Regions from separate parts of the Mus musculus genome. Here all the other regions are linked to region 2. A link is a contact called in public Hi-C and HiChIP or PLAC-seq data. All regions are on one chromosome and are shown on one strand. The core of a region is the stretch at or near the end of the contact, and the rest is flanking DNA. Distances in the headings are between cores, read along the strand shown.

Region 1 (3,586 bases), core at 728-3,227, 320 kb after region 2:
GCAGGACTCTGTGTGGGATGAAAACTTCTTGATATTCTCTGCTCGTTTTGCTGCCCTGGTTTTTATTGCATGCGTGTGGGAAGACTGTTTCTTTACCTCAGAGGATTTTGATGGGCAGTAAGTCGAGGTAGCTGAGCTCTAAACAGTATAAGACTTGTATGCAGAAAACTAACAAGCACTGTAGTCCTCTGACTTCCATCATGGGTGCACATTAACAACTGCTGGATGTCTGGGCACACCCTTTAATCCCAGCACTTGGGAGGCAGAGGGAGATGGATCTCTGAGTTCAAGGCCAGCCTGGTGTTCAGAGTGAGTTCCAGGACAGCCAGGGCTACACAGAGAAACCCTGTCTCAAAAAACCATACACAGAACAAAACAAACAAAACCAAAAACACCCATATCTCAAGGCCAGATTCAAACACCAAGCCTTGGTCAGGGACTTCTCAGAAATGGCAGTAGTGGCCTTGAAAAGTCTAGGGACATTGGCCCATATGTGCTTATGTCTCCTTAGAATGTTGTTTCAGTCCTTCAAGGAATAGATTTACAAAGCATCTGAGATTGCAGCTGGAAAAAAAAAATCACACTTACCTGCCACATAGAGATAACATTTAGCAAAGAAGGCTTTAGCGGATGCCTTGATGAGCGGGCCACAGGGTCCACACTGCTTCTCTTTTGAGCTGCCTGGTCTGCAGTTCACTGGCATTGTTAGAACCTCGACCACCCACTTTGAAGAAACCCTGCCTCTTTCTTTGGATCACCGGAGGCTCTTGAGAGTCAAGATTGTCAGAACATTAATATAAAATTAATTACATATTTCGACAAATATTTCTGGAATGCCTCGAGTTCTGCTGGACACTTGGAAGACACTGCAGCTGAAGAAAGCCGCTTGCCGACGTGAAGCTTATGCGAGAATAAAACGAAGTAAATTACAGATAGGTAAAACTATGCTTTCTCTCAGCCAGTTGTTTCCACAGGGTGCTTTTGAGTGACAGCCACACCTTGGGCTGTGTGCATTTCCTTGCACATTGTTCATATAGCTTACACGAGTTGTTTTGGAGATTAGACGGTGCCTTCTGAAGAGTTCCCATTGGAGACAGAGATAAGAGCTAGTTCCTATTTAGGGGGACAGAGAGGCATCTGGGGTCCCGAGGACAAGAAAGTGGAGGCCTGTGTGCCCCCAGGGACACTGCCTGATGAGGGCTAAGTATCTGGGGTGCTCCGTGCCTGAATGCTACCTCTAGGTCCACCCGGGCTGGTCCCCCGGCTGAGGGCACCCACACCTCTGCTTGATTTGTTTGAATTTACACCCATCAAATCGCAAGCCTCCCTGGCACTGTCCTTGAACAGGCCACACTGCCATGGTCCCTGTCCTTGCCAGTTATTCTTCACGTGCAGCTTACATGCTAACTAGAATTAACCGAACTCAAGACTCTTGCAAGATGCAAACTGCCTTGTACCTACTGTCTCCACTGCTGGGCCCGATGTCTGGTTCACAGTAGTTGCTCTTAAATCTCTGTGGGATCAATGAATGACCTCAGTGTCACAGTTAGAAGTTCTCCTCCCCCAGACAGCATCGACTCCCTCGACACCCATTTTAGGGAAGCCGTTAAAAATAGACAGTAGTGTGATGAAGCCAAGTGGTCTGAGAGTATCGCTTGGCGAGCAAGTAAGCCTCATTAGGGTAATTAAAGGGACAATTAACCCAAGCTAACCCAGATAGAACTTGCATGTGTTATGAACAAAGCACTATGGAACATTTATTTGATGGCTCAAACATTATTAAGTTAGTAACCTCAATATAACTCTACACCGCAATTTAAACCTTCCCGTTTATGGGGGGGGGGGATTTTACCTCTCTAATTGGAATTCTGAGAGGGACGCTTCAGAAATAATTTCTTTTGAATGCAAATGGCTACGGTGACCAAGAACTCGTTCCAACTGCTTCTGCATTTCTTCAGGGCTTTGTCCTTTGACCAGAAGGAGTGGAGGTTCTCTGTTCTGCAAAACGACCACAAATGGTGGAAGATGCCTAAGGCACTCAGCTGCAAACTGCAAATGTGGCTATTCAATATATTTTCTCTTTGTATGCAACTTATATTTGTGCAAACCTTCAAAGCCAGCGTTTTAATTGTTCTAAACTGGATATGTGAGGTTGTCTGCCTGGAGAGACATAAGAGGAAAACAAATTGGTTAGCTATAAATTAAGATTTCTCTCTCTCTCTCTCTCTCTCTCTCTCTCTCTCTCTCTCTCTCTCATCTCCCCCTTTCTCTATCTCTGTGCATGTCACACGCATGGGTGTGGATACATGGGCCCACACACATGCAAGGAAAGGCCAGAGGAAGACATTAAATGTTTACATTTATTGTTCTCTTTCTGTTCCTTTGAGACAGGTCTCTCACAGAACCTGAAGCTCACCCAAGCTCCTGGGATCTGCTGGCCTCGGTCCTCAAAGGCTGGAGTTATACCTGTGTGAGGCCATGCCTGGGTTTTATGTGGGTACTTGGGAGTCAAACTCTGGTCCTCCTCCTGCACAGCAAGCTCTCTTACCCATAGACTTATCCCCTCAGACTCCTCTTTCTTTTTTGATTGTGTGTGTGTGTCCTCTCCTTCAGCATTCATTATTAATCCAGTGCCTGTGTGCTTGGACTGCCGTCGGTCTCCTTTGGGTCTCTAAGTGAACTCGTTGCCAGTAGGAAACAGAGAGGGTCAAGGGTCTGGCGTAGAGAGCACAAAAGGTCAGTGGTAGAGACGAGGCCCTGAGACCAGCAAAGCTTTCTTGGCTGCCCTTAGTAGGGTAGTGCACTTCATTCTGGCAGTGGGAAGCAATTAAAGGGTTTCACGGGGGAGAATTGTTTGCTTTTATTTCCAGCTTAGGAATATTAGAACTGCAGCTGGGTAGAGGAGGGAGCAGAAAAGACAGAGGCTAGCCCTGGCCTCACAGGAGATGAGAGAATGGCCTGGATGGGCAAGGAAAAGGGAGACAAGTGGAGAGATACATTTCAAAGATGGCATTGATAAGACTGGTTAGTAAACTGGATGTAGGAGAAAGGATAGGAAGTGTTGGGGGCAGAAAAAGGGAACTTACCTTAAGCACCGCCATTTTGACTTCAGACTCCATTTTACCTAAGCTGACCAGCACCCTCTCTAAGCAACGGTAGTTACCCAAAACATACCTGTTACCCAAAAAATAATGTCTGTTCCTAACAACAGAAAGAACAAATGAATTTGACTGCTTGGGCAAATGCACTTACATTAGATGCCAGTTGACAATGGCGACGGAATGCTGGGCAAAGTCCCTAATCCTGGAGTTCTGATTGGTAAAAATTTTATAACTGTAACTTGGCTCAGATGCTTGCGGGTTTTCTGCTTATAAAACCTGCTTCAACTCCCACTCAGAGAAAACAAGGCTTCTAAGCCCCTGTCTGGCTGCCTGGATCAATCAGTGACTCTGCTTATATGGTGGGAATAATAAAGATTTTGCTGTTCCCAAGCCCACAGGTGTTTTCTTTCCCCCTTCCTCCTGGCGCACAGTAGACTCGGGGTAACAGAAGGATAATCACAGATGATGCCTTTGGAAGCTTCCAG
Region 2 (3,672 bases), core at 643-3,142:
CAGGGCATTAAAATACCAGCAGAGGGACTGGGGAGGGGGCTCACGGGTAAAACACTTGTTGTGCTGAAGTTGGGGGTCAGAATGGAATTCAGCTTCCCAAGATTCATGTAAAACCCAGCTCTCTGGAGGCCCAGGCAGGGAACCCCCACAGCAAGCTGGCTACAGAGACAGCAGGAGCAGCTAGCTCTGGACTCAGTTAGGGACCCTGCCTCGACGTGTAAGATGAGAGCACTGAAGATGCCTCCAGCCGTCAAACTTGGGTCTCTGAACACATCTGCATACATGTCCTCTCAACACCTGCACACACCTGAGTCCCCATACACAAAGGCGTGCATATGCAGCATTCACACACCAACAAATATACTCCTTCCCTCCACTAACACACGTAAGCAAACTAGGGAAGTACACAAGAAAGCAGAAAAAAAAGTTAAGCTCTTACTAAAAATATGCACTTAAGACTCTCCCAGGGCCGGGAGAAGGTTCCCGTGGTAATGTGCTTGCTGAACAGGCAATAGGGTCTGAGTCTAAGTCCTCGGCAGCCACAGAAAAGCAGGGCACAGGTATCGAGTATGGCTACACATGCCTGTCATCCCAGCATCCGGATGATCTCTGCTCCAGAAAGTATGTTGGCAGTTGATAGGTGACACTGATGCCAACTTCTGACCTCAACACACACAAACATGCACAAACACACATTATACATATGCCACACACTACTTTTTTAGAGTCATCGTGGTGGCACAGACCTTTAATCCTAGCACTTCATTTGATGAGAGGGAGAGGCAGGTGTGTCGGTTGACACGAGTTCAAGGCTAGCCTGGTTTACAAAGTTAGTTCCAGGTCAGCCAAGGTTACAAAGTGAGACTCTGCCTTAATTTTTTTTTTAAATCCAAAAGATTCTTTTTGTGGTATCTGAGTGTGATTCCCACCCCACTGTAAGCCTAAGTTGTTTGAATACTTGGTCCCCAGTTGGCTGTCTGGGAAGGGTGACGAGGAATGACCTTGTTGGAGAATGTGTCATGGGTGGGGGAGGCTGAGGTTTCAAAGCCTCCGGTCATCTCCAGTGCCCTCAGTGCCTCCTGCTCACGGTCTCTCAGCTGTTTCTACCCCATGCCTTCGCTCCCTCCTCATGAACTCCAACGCTCTGGAAAAGCCAATCCAATAAACACTTTCTTCTCTAAGTTCCTTACATCACAGTGTTTTAACAAAGCAGTAGGAAAGTAACTAATATATTCCCTATAGAAAGTTAAAAATTTAAAAAATGCAGGGAAAACTCATTTAAAAATCTTATCTTTAGGGCTGAAGGAGATGGTGAAGCGGTTAAAAGCACCGGATGCTTTTCCAGCACCCTCATGACGGCTCTCCACCATTCCTATTCCAGGGGATTCAATGCCCTCTCCTGGCCCCCATGGGCACCAGGCACATACAACACAAACATAAGGCAAATATACATATAAAAAAGTTTTTAAAAATTCTTCAACTTATAATCTTCATCACTAACAAATACTCACGATGCCCATATGGAGACAATGGAAAACAGATCTGAGTACTTCTAGCCAAAGTTCCTTTCTTTTAAGTGTGACAAACCCCCCAACAGCACTGAGTAAATTCTGTTCCTTTCTCCAGGATGAGACATCACATAAACAATGAACCTGGAATGTCACTGTGGAGCATCTGCAAACAGGGACATGGTGACCTGGGGGAAACACTGGGCATCGAAAATAAAACCGGATGCTACTTCCTGACTCAGTGAATCTCTAATCAGACCTGTTCAAAAGTCTCACTTGTTTACTGAAAAGAGGTATGGTGACTCCACTGTGTGACATCACAACGTGAAGCTGATTGATCAGAGCTGAAAATTTGTTCCCAGAGGCCACAGGAGGGCACACTCTTCATGGACAAAGTCACAAATGTCCTTTCAAAATGGCTGCTGCACTCAAAATACTTGGCTAAGAGCTGATTTACTCAGAGCTCTCATTAGCCATATTCAGCTGAGAAATCATGACAGTAAACTCCTAGTGAGCAGGTGAAATAAGCCACTAGTCACTATGCTTTCAGAGGGTCTGTCACTACTCTTTGACTTATTAATTCAAAAGGTCTGTCAAAAACTTGCTATAAGGTATCAGTTCCAAACCCCAGTCTCTCTGGGATGAATAATTAACTTCTGGTGCTCTCTTTCCAGTGGCCGGAGCCAGGCGGCTTAAGAGCTCCCCCTCCTCCTGCTTTCTGCAGTGCAACTCAGTGTATCTTACTTGGTAATACTCTGTGAGGGCGGGGTAGAGGTCCAAAGGAAGTCAGGGGACTTCTATTTCAGAGCCTTTTCTCATCAGAAACCATGGAGTTTTGAATGCATTATGATTGTGTGGCACACTGGTAGCTGCAGACATGGGATTTTAGTAACTAAGATGCCGAGGCAGTACGAGAGTGCAATGCCAATCAAGACTATGTAGCAAAACCCTATCTTTAAAAAAAAAAATCACTTATTTCAGGATTAAGTCAATAATATCTCAAATATTTATTCTGGATTTATCAGTTTTGATTCAGCTCAAGCAATTTAGTTTTCAAATGAGCAAGGCTAACATTCCAAGATATTAGCATGTATGAACTTTAAAAAAAAAAAACCAAAGTCAGTATTGCAATAGAATTTTCATACTTCTTAAAAGCAGACACTGAAGTGGCCTGCCATGAGCATTACACCTTGCTGTTTGTTGACAGCCCTCAGAGGACTCCACAGCAGTTTCCCTTTCACTGAGGACCTCACTGCGGCCACTTCATAGATTAGTTAGTGGAGCACCATCACTGCTGAATTTTAGAATATTTCACCACAGCACCAAAACAAAAGCAAGCCCCTAAGCCCACAGCGATCATTCCCACTCTCCCGTCCCTGGGGTCTTGAGTAGTATGGATGTTTCACTAAATGGAACTGAGCAACACGGGGTCACTGGTTAGTGCTCCTGCTACTCAGAATGTTCTTATTCACAAATACTATCACGTTGCAGAGAAATACAGTCGGGCTTTCTACTCATCGCTGAAGGATACAGAAGGAGGTAGTTAATCCTCAGTGTCAACTCAACTGGCCTAGGGTCCCTGAGGAAACACGTTTCTGGGCATATCTGTGCTTGCAGAGATTATAAGTGAGGAAGAAGACCACCGGCGACTGTAGCCGGCATCATCCCATGGGCTGAGGCCCCAGCCCAGACTCAGGGGAGGGGGAAGCCGGCTGAGCATCCCTGCTGTTCTGAGGCATGCCAAGAGGATTCGCAGGTCCACACTTCCAACACGATGGAGCTCCCTTCGCAGCCATTCGCAGCCGTGAGGATTCACGCCCCATCTAACCGGGAGCCAAAATAAAGCTTCCCTCTTCCCCTCAAGGTGCTTCTTTTCAGGTGTTTGCTCAGAGTGACAAGAACAGTACACATAACACATGGGTTCTTTTCATATTCGTGTGTTATAAATACTACTTACTACTATATATGAAACCATATAAATGTCTGGGTAAACCTGTTTCTAATTCTCTCAAATACAGACCTTAAATGTACTAAAAAATGCTGGGCTGTATAATATTCCAGGCCCATGACTTTGAAGATGGATCACTAGAATGGAAAAGTTGTTTGAAGAGCTGCCAAATTGTTTTCCAAAGCAGCTCTAGTGTCTTGTACTATCTCAACTAAC
Region 3 (3,319 bases), core at 69-2,568, 360 kb after region 2:
CCAATGCTGTGCCACTGATTAAATCTTCTTTCTTTTCCTTTTTTCTATTCATGATTTTGTTTTTAATTTAAAAATTATTTTATTCCTGTGTATGAGTGTCTTGCCTGCCTGCATGTGTGCCTGTGCACTATGTGAGTGCCTGATGCCAGAAAAGAGGTGCCTGCCTAGAACTGGAGTGACAGGTGGCTGCACTCCATCATGTGGGTGCTGGGTATCAACTGAACCCTGGTCCTCTTGAAGAACAGCTATTGAGTTTAGCCACTGAGCCATGTTGTCAGCCCTGTTTGTCACTGCCCTCCCGAGAACAAGTGGCTGAGCCTGGCCCATCAGAGATGTTGTGACCCCAACGGCTACTCTAACAGTATGGCATACTATTTTTATCTTGCAAACAAGAAAGAGAGGCAGTGTCGTTACATATCTTTCCTAAAAGTCCTTGGCCAGTAAGTGCTGGAGACAAAACTCACCAGGAAGGCAGACGCAGGAACCTCTGGGCCTGCATAGAAACATACTCGTGCGTGCACAACAAAACACCCCGTCTACAGAGATTCTTGCAGCACTCCCGAGCTTTAGACTGAAGACAAAACTCTTAGGAGCCAGCCTTTAGAAAGAACCAAGAGACCCACGGTGTGTGGCAGATTCATTGGTGGCACCCGAAGATAAAGGAGGGAGAGCACTCCATGCCTGAAAGGGTAGAACTCCAAATCAAGACCCTCTGTCGCCATGATGAAGAAAGGAAGAAAGGAGGATCTGAGGATGGGATGGATACAGACAGTGTTCCAGTCAAATACGACAGGAGAGGACATGGCTATAAACTGACTTGAACTAAGTCAATGTCGGCGCCCCGGATAGGGAAGGGAAAGAGAACAAGGTGAGGAACAACACAGGTTAGAGGAATCTTTGCGACTGTACCCAAATGTGCTATGAAAGTATGCTCTACCAGAGAGCCATGAAAGAGCTAACTGAGATTCAAAAACAGCAGGGGGCAACTTTGAGGGAATCTGTGATACACAGTATTTTAGTTCAGTTTAGCAGCTGTGGGCTGGGAGGGGAAGCCAGGACTTTTGCAAAAGCATGGCTGCTGGGAAGGGAAGTGGAAGGACTCCTCATGACCCAGAGGGGCAGCTGGGAAGATAACCGTGGGAATGGATTAGCTAGGAGTGGGTTCAGCAACCTACAGGAATGGCCCCAAGGGAGGAGGATATCAAGGGATTGGCAGGTCCACTGGTCACAGCAGGGGCAGTTCACAGGTCAACAGTAAGAAACACTATAGACAGACAGCAGACAGGAAGTGGAGGAGGAAGACAGGAAGTGAATCTGCCAGGCTTCTTTCTGGTTGTTTTCAATGAAAGAGACAGGGACAGAAAAGATCAACACCAGGTGTGAAGCTGGGTGTGGTGTCAATAAACAGAAAACAGGGAGGCTGACACACAGTCACAAGTTCAAGACCAGCCTTGGCTCCAAAGGCTGCTCAGGACTTCCTAGGAGAGACAAAAGGCAAAATAGCAACAACAACAACAACATCCTTGAACTTGAAATTGGAAAGCACAGTGTGAAATGATCATTAAGACACAAGACATGGTGAAGTCTGAGCTGAGCTGGCAAACCCAGACAGAGAGGAGTTTCACAGCAAATAGAGAACATTTGCATGAAGTGAGATCTCGCTGAAGGAGAAATGCAACTTAGTGCACATACAGCAATGCAGGAAGTTTCAGGATAGCTTCTAGACAGTCACGCAGGTTGCAGAGATCATATAGAACACTCCTCAATAAGAAAACACTACTTCCTATTGTCGGCGTAACTTTCACAGACTGATGAAGACGCTGGACAGAGAGAAAGCTAACATTTTTAAAGATGAAGGTTCTATGGGTCACATTTTGGACTATGACTCATAAGATCAGAAATAATAAAACACAATTCATTTTTTTAGTCAAAATGCTTACAGAGAAGTTCAATGCAGAAAAACAAAAAGCGAGAAATAAAACAAAGGCTATTAAGTCCATTGGCAGCTGCAAAAAATAAAAAATAAAGAGGCGAGAGAGGGGAAAACAGAAACCACCAGACTGTGTAGTTAACACAGGAAGGGCCTCGCTTGCCTCGAGAGGGAAACAGGTATCTTACTAACCTTAATTTCTGCAATGGACGCCATGGCCCACGCTATGGTTGACCGCAGCCCAGCTGTCTGGATGTAAGTTCTGCTGGCCAAGGGCATTCTGCAAGAAAGAGGCAAGGTAGGTATCAAATATTATCATATGCTAAAGCACAGGATGCAAAAAAAAAAAGATTATTTTGTCTCTGAGAAGCACTTTAACATATCAACCTGATATGTTCTCTGAACTAAAGGATATTTTCATCCCATTATTAAATACCTTCTACATTGGGCTGTTTATTTAATCAACTAGTGTGGCATTTAGAATAACAATTATCTTAGACAACTGAAATTTAAGTCACAAAACCAAAAAATCACACATGAAGGAAACCTCTTACTTAGCACTTCCCGTCCTTCTACCCAGAACAGCTGGCATCATCAAGAGGAGCAGGGCTTTGTGATCGGGATGCAGGATGGGGAATTTATAGTGGCTTCTGGAAGCTTGGTTTCTGCTGATTTGCATCTTTCTCAGAGGACAGGAAGAGGCCGAAGCATACAAATGAGTCTCTGCTCTCATTCTTAATTGCAGCACAGGCCCACCCTACACCCACCCCCTTCCTAGCTACCATGCTTCTACATCTGACAGACATTTGTGTGGCTATAGGTCAGCCTTGAGAGATGCTCCTCAGAGGGTGTCTTATTTCTCAAGACCGGTTGGTTGGTTCTCTGGGACCAGACGCTTGCTGACACTGGCCTTGGACTGCAGAACAAGGGCAGTGACCCCGCTGTCTCTGCCTCCCCAATGCTGGGGCTCCAAGTGGAAGCCATCTGAGGTTCTGAGGATGAAGTCAGGTCCTCACTAGGGTATAGTAGCATCTTACAGACTGAGCTGCCTCCCCAGCCTCCGTATCTACCTCTCTAAGGCAACAAGTAAGGGGTATTGTTTTGTAGCTGCAATTTTGATAAGATAAATAGGTTACGATTTCAAGAATTTGTGCTGGTGTTTGGGGGTAGGGTCATTTTAAACCCGTGAGAGGGCCGTCACACAAAGCCACAGTTTTCCGCATCCTTCTGTAAACCTTTCAGTGTAACTCCACACACTGACTTGCTATCGGTTTATTTCTCATCTTTGTCCGGCTTTAGATTATTCGGTCTGTATCTCCTGCATGCCTCTTAAATTCTTAGGACCAGATAAGACACTGCAACTGTGTACTTCCTGTCACAATGTGCACT

Evidence for each region. Hi-C and Micro-C count contacts between places; a contact is called where the count stands out from the background. HiChIP or PLAC-seq counts read pairs in DNA pulled down with a chosen protein or histone mark.
Region 1: a Hi-C map of bone marrow-derived macrophages shows a contact between it and region 2, with 18 read pairs. The contact joins two enhancer-like sites. A contact is called at or near these places in 2 of 15 datasets of contacts at CTCF or cohesin (the NIH/3T3 cell line and pro-B cells), 21 of 484 Hi-C or Micro-C datasets (B cells, the G1E-ER4 cell line, the HPC-7 cell line and 15 more), 1 of 115 datasets of contacts at active chromatin or transcription factors (kidney) and 1 of 9 other capture datasets (embryonic stem cells).
Region 3: a contact with region 2 is called in an H3K27ac HiChIP or PLAC-seq map of trophoblast stem cells, with 4 times the contacts expected there. The contact joins two enhancer-like sites. A contact is called at or near these places in 1 of 484 Hi-C or Micro-C datasets (nephron progenitors) and 4 of 115 datasets of contacts at active chromatin or transcription factors (differentiating embryonic stem cells, extraembryonic endoderm stem cells, stem cell-derived neural progenitor cells and 1 more).

Annotation. Positions count from the first base shown.
Region 1 is chr17:81,003,859-81,007,444 of GRCm38.p6, forward strand. No RefSeq gene overlaps it. Among named protein-coding and RNA genes, the nearest start is that of Thumpd2, 59 kb to the right of the region's middle. Within about 2 kb of position 1,978, at least 6 of the 459 cell types and tissues checked have an H3K27ac peak or open chromatin away from gene starts, as enhancers often do. A contact at or near this core is called in bone marrow-derived macrophages, where this site is marked.
Region 2 is chr17:80,682,174-80,685,845 of GRCm38.p6, forward strand. The region is part of intron 1 of Map4k3 (mitogen-activated protein kinase kinase kinase kinase 3); the gene reads right to left. Among named protein-coding and RNA genes, the nearest start is that of Map4k3, 44 kb to the right of the region's middle. Within about 2 kb of position 1,893, at least 34 of the 459 cell types and tissues checked have an H3K27ac peak or open chromatin away from gene starts, as enhancers often do. A contact at or near this core is called in bone marrow-derived macrophages and trophoblast stem cells, where this site is marked.
Region 3 is chr17:81,041,978-81,045,296 of GRCm38.p6, forward strand. Thumpd2 (THUMP domain containing 2) reads right to left here. Exons shown (of 10, transcript NM_028138.1): 6 at 2,123-2,210. Among named protein-coding and RNA genes, the nearest start is that of Thumpd2, 21 kb to the right of the region's middle. Within about 2 kb of position 1,319, at least 23 of the 459 cell types and tissues checked have an H3K27ac peak or open chromatin away from gene starts, as enhancers often do. A contact at or near this core is called in trophoblast stem cells, where this site is marked.